Regions from separate parts of the Mus musculus genome. Here region 1 is linked to region 2. The links are chromatin contacts, called in public Hi-C maps. All regions are on one chromosome and are shown on one strand. Each heading gives the region's core, a stretch centred on a gene start, on an enhancer-like site or on the middle of the called end of the contact. The rest is flanking DNA. Distances are from core to core; before and after follow the strand shown. Region 1 overlaps Lpp (LIM domain containing preferred translocation partner in lipoma). Region 2 overlaps Gm31814 (a long non-coding RNA gene).

What was found. Hi-C and Micro-C count contacts between places; a contact is called where the count stands out from the background.
Region 1: a Hi-C map of myocytes shows a contact between it and region 2, with 2.4 times the contacts expected there. The contact joins two enhancer-like sites. A contact is called at or near these places in 3 of 484 Hi-C or Micro-C datasets (CD4 T cells, muscle stem cells and myocytes) and 3 of 115 datasets of contacts at active chromatin or transcription factors (double positive thymocytes, effector CD8 T cells and memory CD8 T cells).

What each region holds. Positions count from the first base shown.
Region 1 is chr16:24,912,186-24,915,894 of GRCm38.p6, forward strand. The region is part of intron 10 of Lpp (LIM domain containing preferred translocation partner in lipoma); the gene reads left to right. Among named protein-coding and RNA genes, the nearest start is that of Gm52245, 27 kb to the right of the region's middle. Within about 2 kb of position 1,701, at least 143 of the 459 cell types and tissues checked have an H3K27ac peak or open chromatin away from gene starts, as enhancers often do. A contact at or near this core is called in muscle stem cells and myocytes, where this site is marked.
Region 2 is chr16:24,230,016-24,233,445 of GRCm38.p6, forward strand. All of the region lies in intron 1 of Gm31814 (a long non-coding RNA gene), which reads right to left. Among named protein-coding and RNA genes, the nearest start is that of Gm31814, 31 kb to the right of the region's middle. Within about 2 kb of position 1,751, at least 16 of the 459 cell types and tissues checked have an H3K27ac peak or open chromatin away from gene starts, as enhancers often do. A contact at or near this core is called in muscle stem cells and myocytes, where this site is marked.

The DNA of each region.
Region 1 (3,709 bases), core at 451-2,950, 680 kb after region 2:
CAGTTTAGCATTGTTTTGAATCACATAACAATAAAATATCGTATAAAAACTTTGGGGTGGGGAGGCCTAGGTTGATTGAGGGTCTAATTTAAAGTGAATGATCAGCAGAGTTTGAATGACTCAGGTACTGTCTTCTGCCACTGTCTTGCTCTCAATTTATATTTTGTTGGGCTCAGTAGGACAAGGAGGGAGCAAAGAAAAGAAAGCAACCTTTTCCGAATGCATTTTCATGTGCTAACCAAGGATTTTTTTTAAGAAAAAAAGCCCCAGCACAAAGGAGAAAAGTGACAGAAATTAGTCTATGCAGTGAAGGAAGGACTGCTGCACCAGAAATCAGAGCCTTAGGCTGGTGCTGATCTGGCCATGACCTTTACATTGAAGGGAACTCAATAAACATCAAGGCCAGGCCCAGGGCTCAGTAGTTTAAAGTGCTTGCTTCACAAGGCTATTGCCCTCATGCCTGGAGCCCATGGTGAAGGTGAGAGCAGATGCCCAAAATTATCCTCTGACCACCATACACACATAGTGGTGGTAGTGTGTGTGTGTGTCTGTGTGTGTGTGTGTGTATAAGCACACCAATACTAGTTAAATTAATGACAACATATTACATCTATATGTTTTTGATGTTATGTTATATTATTATTGCATATTTAAAAACTTAGTGCTTTAATACAATAGTTATTTTTTCAATAATGGCTCCTTGTTGGTTTCCACTTGTGGACTCAGGGACATGAACCCACTTTGCTGCCAGGTCTACCATTGCTCTAGAGCTCTAAGGCCCACAGGCTACAGCCTTAGCCTTGGACACAGGAGGAAAGATGGTGGCCAGGGTCTCATCAGGAGCTGCAGCTGATTGCCATCCTGGAAGAGTGACCCCATGTTCCTTCTACCATACTCCATGGGCTGGGACTCAGGTGATAATTACAAGACACGGTTGGAAGTATGACTAAGCTGAGCCACAAAGCAGGGATGCTTCGATGCATGTCTAGCCTGTCTTTGCTCTCTGTCACCATTCCAGAGCCATTCGTATTGGTGTGGTTCAGTCTGAAACAGGAAGCTGTGGTACCTCAGAACAAACTGTGGTTGATTTAGCTTTCTCTAAGTAAAATAAACTTATATATTGTTCCTATATGTGTTCCTTATAATAATCTAATTTGAACCAGTGACTAAAACATATGTTCTTGGTTCACCCCAGTTAGGTAATTTAACCTCTAATTTCTCTGTTTTGAAAATTGGGGACACCTTATTTTTTGGGAAGGAAAAAATATATTTACCTATTAACAAAACTCATCTAGGAGGCTGCTGTTTGTAAGCTGTGGATGTTGAACAGTCAGTGAAGCAGACTTTCAGTCTGGTTTAGGATTTTCATTTCCAATAAAGAACAGACAGAAGGGTCACGGCACTCATTCCTAAGGAAGTGATGCCTTACTGAGCTGAGGAGTGGACAGGAGGTTAGACGTCTCAGGCAGTGGAACTTGCTGACTTGAGGACCTGAAAGAGGCCACTGTGGTCAGAGACCGAGAGAGCAGCTTGAAGTAAGGCGGGTTTTGAGATGGACAGAGGTCTTGCTAAGGACTTTGGGCTTTCTCCCAAAAGGCAAAGACTGCTTAGCTATTTCATTATTTCTTACACACTCATCCATTACCAGCTTTTCCTGAAAGGTCTTTGGCAGCAGGGAAGAGGCGGAGGCAGCACCATGAGTAAGTGAACAGAGAATCTGCTCCCTGAGTGTTGTGGGTTTTAGCCACACCCCGTGTTCCATATCTCTCTCTGTGAAGCGCCTTACTTTCTAAAGCTGAAAGAAAGAGGAGCTTAAATTAAAGCATGGCTCAGCTAAAATACAACCTAAAGAGTAAACCATGTTTCCTGCTCCAGATGTGAACACATCTGCATTTTCTATCACATGATTTAGGAGAGACACCTTGAACTTGGAGCCATCCCTGTCTTTTTGTCTGTTAGGCAATGCTTATTACAGATGACTTCCTGGCACTTGTTTCCAGAAAGAGGTCCAGCGTAAATCCTTCTGAAGCCAGCATACTCCACTTTTCTGTACAGTGTGAGCCATGGTGCTCCCCCTTTTATAATCTTTTAAAAAAATATCTATCCTGACTGAGCTAGACCTCCTTAATCTTCATTCCTTTTCTTCCTGTTGAAATGGCAGGTTTCCTCTCCAAAATTTGGACAAGCTTTAAAATTAGATCTCAAACTGCCAGCCTCACAAATCTGCCCTGACAACAAATTTGTTGATTGTGTTTTCTCCTCAAGAAATAGAGTAGCTCTGAGAGGCATTGTGTTTAGCTAGCTGTCCTGGAAACACAGATACAGCTCTGGGCTCTGAGCCGACCAAGGGTTGTGGGCTTCAGTGACTTGGCAAAGCACAACAGGACAGAAGCCGGCAGAGCATGAAGCCTGTCTTTGTCATAGTTTGCTAGAAAGCCAGAGTCAGGCTCCCAGCATGTTCTTTCCCAGACTGCCACATGCCATAGGAGTGAGGGACAATTCAAGTGGCTGTAACGTATGTAAGTCAGTCCAGTCTGTCTTTCCATGATGCCTCATGTGTGACTGTTCCTACACACTAATTGTTGCTCATAAATTAAAATCATAGAATTGTCTAAACCTTTACATGTAGAAATTCTGTGAATTAGGTTTGTGTTTGACCCCAGTTGTCTGACCCCATGCATTCTGTCTAATACTATACTGATCCTGGCCTCCTTTATAGTCCCCAAGAAATCATGTTTGACCTTGCCTTTCTGATTCTATGCCTGGTACTGAAATATCTTGTTCACATTTTTATGCCTAAATGCTATATGACCAATTCCAGCATCATCTTGTCTTTGAAAATTGATTCAAAGTGATCATTTTCTGTCTTGCTCTGTGACACAGGTCTCCTCCTCCTCTTCCTCCTCCTCTTCCTCCTCCCCTTTTCCCCCTCCTCCTCCTCCTTCCTCTCCTATAGAAAAGAAAGGGAGACATTACCCTTGTCTGAATGATTCAGAACAGCAGGCAGACTTCCATTGCAAAGCTGTATGGCTGTGGCCTGGTAAGGTTCTACACTAAGAACAGGAGTTATGGTAAGGAAAGCTGCAGCATCTCATTAAAGAGTTACTATTCCATCTGACTGTTCACAGTGGTGAGGGATGAGCTGCCTTTCAAGAGGGGATCCCTTGGCCAAATGATTGGCACATTCCAACTGTGATGTGAGGTCTACACCCAGGCTAGAGATGCTATTCATGTGACCATAAGTTTTTTTTTTTTTCATAAAGGAGTTTTTGTTGCTACACTAACATTGCTTTTTTAGGAGAGGCGACCTTAAAGTCATTTAAGAAACATATCAAGAATGAGGACTCCTAAACATTTTTGGCATCTCTAAGCCTCTGGCAAGGATGAGTGTATCATGAGGCCCAAGGACACTTCTTGGTACGGGATACTTGAACCTGCTTCTAGTTAGGGTGTGGTTCAGATCTTAGCACATACCTTTAATCCATCTGGCTGGAATACAAACATACCCTTCGCACACACCTTTAGTCCCAAACAATGAAGGTAACATTAGCTTGTAGAAGGAAGCACTCATGTTTGAATTGAGTGGCAGGAAACGTGATGAATCAGAGAAAGATTTGACAGAATAGGATATGCCCAACTCTCCAAAGAGAGGAGGGGGAAAGGAAAGCTGCTTAATGGAGAGACAGACAGCACCGGAAGAAAAGCGCAC
Region 2 (3,430 bases), core at 501-3,000:
GGCTATATTTACTAAACAGAATCTCACTAAACACACAGCCCCAGGGAGGCAGCCGAAAGCCTTCAGGAAGAGTGTAGTACAGTGAAGACCCACAGTAAAGGCAGCAACTGACTCAAGGCAGAGAGGAGGCACTGAGATCCTTTGGCCATTAGGTGAGGTCTTTTTTTTATGGAGTTTCCTCTCCTTACTACACCCACTGGACCTTTCTAAAAAAGAACACCGGGCGCTTGGCCGCACAAAACGAATTATACACAAGGGTGTTGAAAAATGGAAGTAGAAATATTAAAGCAAACGGAAATGTCAAAGACCAGCATTAGAGTCATTGCTGGGTTGAGCATCAGAGTCAACTCCGAGCTTCCTAGTAGTCGAGACAAATGAAGAAATCCATTCTTATCCTTTCATGCTTTGTAAATATCCACGACCTCTTAAGCAATGTACAAAATCTAGGCAAGGCCTTACTTAGGAATCTTGTATTTTCTGCTCAATGGACATATGTAAAAGGCATGGGATGTGTATGTGTGTAATGTGTGTCTGTGAACTCACGGGCAATGCAGGGAGTTCACACACACACACACACACACACACACACACATTTTTATATATATTAAAAGCACCTATAAATTAAATCACTAAGCGTGTGTTGCTGCTGCTGTTGTTTGTTTTCCTAGAAACTGCTTCTTAGGTGATGAAATGCAAGCTGTTTCACTTATGTTTTTAAGCTAAACGTGCATACATAAGGTAAATGTACATATCTTCTAAAATGTGAACAATCTTTAGATCACTTTGCCCAGTTTGCTAATTTTATTTTCAACAACGTTTCTGTCTCCACGGGGCTCTGATCTGCCTCAGGACTCGGTTTAACTGCTACTGTTCTCCAGCCGTTCCCATTTAGGTGAGTGAACAGTGAGAAGAATTCGCCAATTGTTTACAAAATCAAAGATGATTGCTTGCAAGGGTACCTACTTCTGGGAACCACCATGGTGTTTGCTTGCCACTGACTGAGAAGGGCAAGAAGGGATATCATTAAGATCCTAGGTCTGCACTGAGCTCTGGTAAAGACTAGCTGTTATTGTTCTGGCTAGTTAATGTCTTTTATACATCTAGAAGAGCCAGGTTTGAAATGCTCTTTTGAAATGTATATTTTGCCTTTTAAAATGGCATCCAGAATATTGCCCAGGAGCTTTGTTAATGAGGAAGAGTCAGAAAGAAAGAAAGAAATAGAATGGAAGTAGGAAGAAGTTAAAAAAAAAAAAAAGAGTAGAGAGATGACTTACTGGTTATGAGCACTTGCTCCTCTTGCAAAGGTCCTGGGTTCAATTCCCGGCAACTACATGGTGGCTCAAAAACATCTGTAATGGGATCTGATGCCCTCTTCTGGTGTGTCTGAAGAGAACAAATGTACTCACATACGTGTGTGTGTGTGTGTGTGTGTGTGTTAAAAGAGTAAAGAAAATGGCAAGCCAGGGAGAAGGACCACAGGATGGCAAGGCGCTTATAGCATCAGCCCTTTCTCTGCCAGGGCCCCTGAGAGTAACTTCCCAGCCAGTGGATAGGAAGCCCTCCCCAGGCCTAGGCTGGACAGACAGCCTCCTTGCACGTGCCAGCCAATGTTGCACACATCTGTTCAGTACATTTGGCTTCGCTCGCTGACCAGATGCTGGCACCGAATCAGAAAGGGCAGGTGGGAGTTCTGGGCAGGGGCAGGAAGGAGAGAAGGATTATGCACAGTTGTTCCAGACAGAGAATGAGGAGGCGGCCAATGAGGCTGAAGCTGGGAGAGGTCCTGCCCTGGAGCAGCAGGGCAGGAAGTCCACAGGAGTGGTTGGCCTCATATTCATCACCCCCAGTGGCAGGTGAAGCCAAAGGGTGCTTACAAGGCTCTGTGCCAGGTTCATGCTGTGTTTCCTGTGTTTTCTGGGGCTCCTTCTTGTTACCCCATCATTGAGTTTTTTAGGAATTCCTCACTAGACAGCACATTGCTACCTATAAGATTAAACATTTTATTTCCCACCTCTAACAAGGCTTTTGAATTCTTTCAAGGCTCACAAAGATCTACAAGTTGTTAGCATTCTCCTCACCAGTTAAAGGAAATAATGAAAAGAATGTGCCTGCCCACAAGACATGGGCCCTGGGGAGAGTAAGGGATATTCCTGAAGCCACCTGCTCAGCCAGTGAAAGAAGGATGAGCAAGCACTGGCTTCTCTACAACAGAACCATTTGCTTGGCCAAAAATTTCATCTGAGGGCCAAGATGGTGAGCCATGAGTGATAAACGCTGTCACTAGGGAGAGCCATCTTAGCATGCGTCTAGAATGAATCTCGTTCAACAGCAGCAAGGCTGTCTCATGCCTCAGGAAGCTTGCCAGCTGGGTGGTTCCTTTCCGGGTCTATGTTTGGGTGGTCACCCTCTAAAAAGAATATTCGAATTGCTCCTGCTGCGTTGACAACCTTGCCCACTTGTCACCTCTGTTTCTGAGAGTTTCTTTCCAATTGCTGGTGGCATCTGTGTACCTCACACACCTCAGCCGAGGTTGCTCAATTCTTCTGTCCTCAGGAGCAGCGCCATCTGTCCACTTCCAGTTCATTCTCAGTAGCCAGAGGCTAATGTGTACTTCTGGGACATTCGCAGTAGCTGAAGGGTCAAAGCTGGGTGACAAAGAATCACCAGCATTCAACCTTAACTTTTATGTTAGTTTATTTTATACTTTTTACTTTCAGGTTACAGGAGTTTTGCCTACTGTCTGTCTCTATGCACTCATGTGCATGCATGATGCCCAAAGAGTTCAGAAGAGAGCCAGAGAGCCACTGCAACCTGAGTTACAGACAGTTGTGAGCTACCGTATGGGTGCTGGGAATTGAAATTAGAGCTTTGGGAATCATAACAAGTGCTTTTAACCTTTGAGCCACCTCTGCCACTCTCGGGCTCAAATTTTAAAACATAATCAATTTCATGAGCTTTAATGATCTAGGCTCAGGCTTTGAAGAATGTCAGAGATTCACACCTTTCTCCCCCCTCCCTCCCCCCACACACTTATTTAAAATGAGGATTCTACCAGCATGCTCAGCCTGAGTGAGTGTGGTGAATTAAATCCCCACACTCCATAACTGGCACATTTTGGTCACAAGCATCATATGATTAGAGGGTTATGGGGAATGACAAACAGGTTTGTCCTCTGTAGCCTGGGGCCAGTGGGTGGGGTCTGCCATCACAACATACCCCCCCCCCCCAAGTCTCCACTGGGTTTTCTTTTCATACAAGAGGAAATCAATTTTGGACTGCTAAAACTCAACATGCAAAACATGGAAAAGCAAAGATTATAAAGTAACAAAACCTCCTGGGAGGGCCTTGGGGTTCTTCTCAGAGTTGAACCTTCTTATCAACCCAAGATGTAGTCTTCCCCTGACTGTAATATAATGGTGTCGTTTCTGCT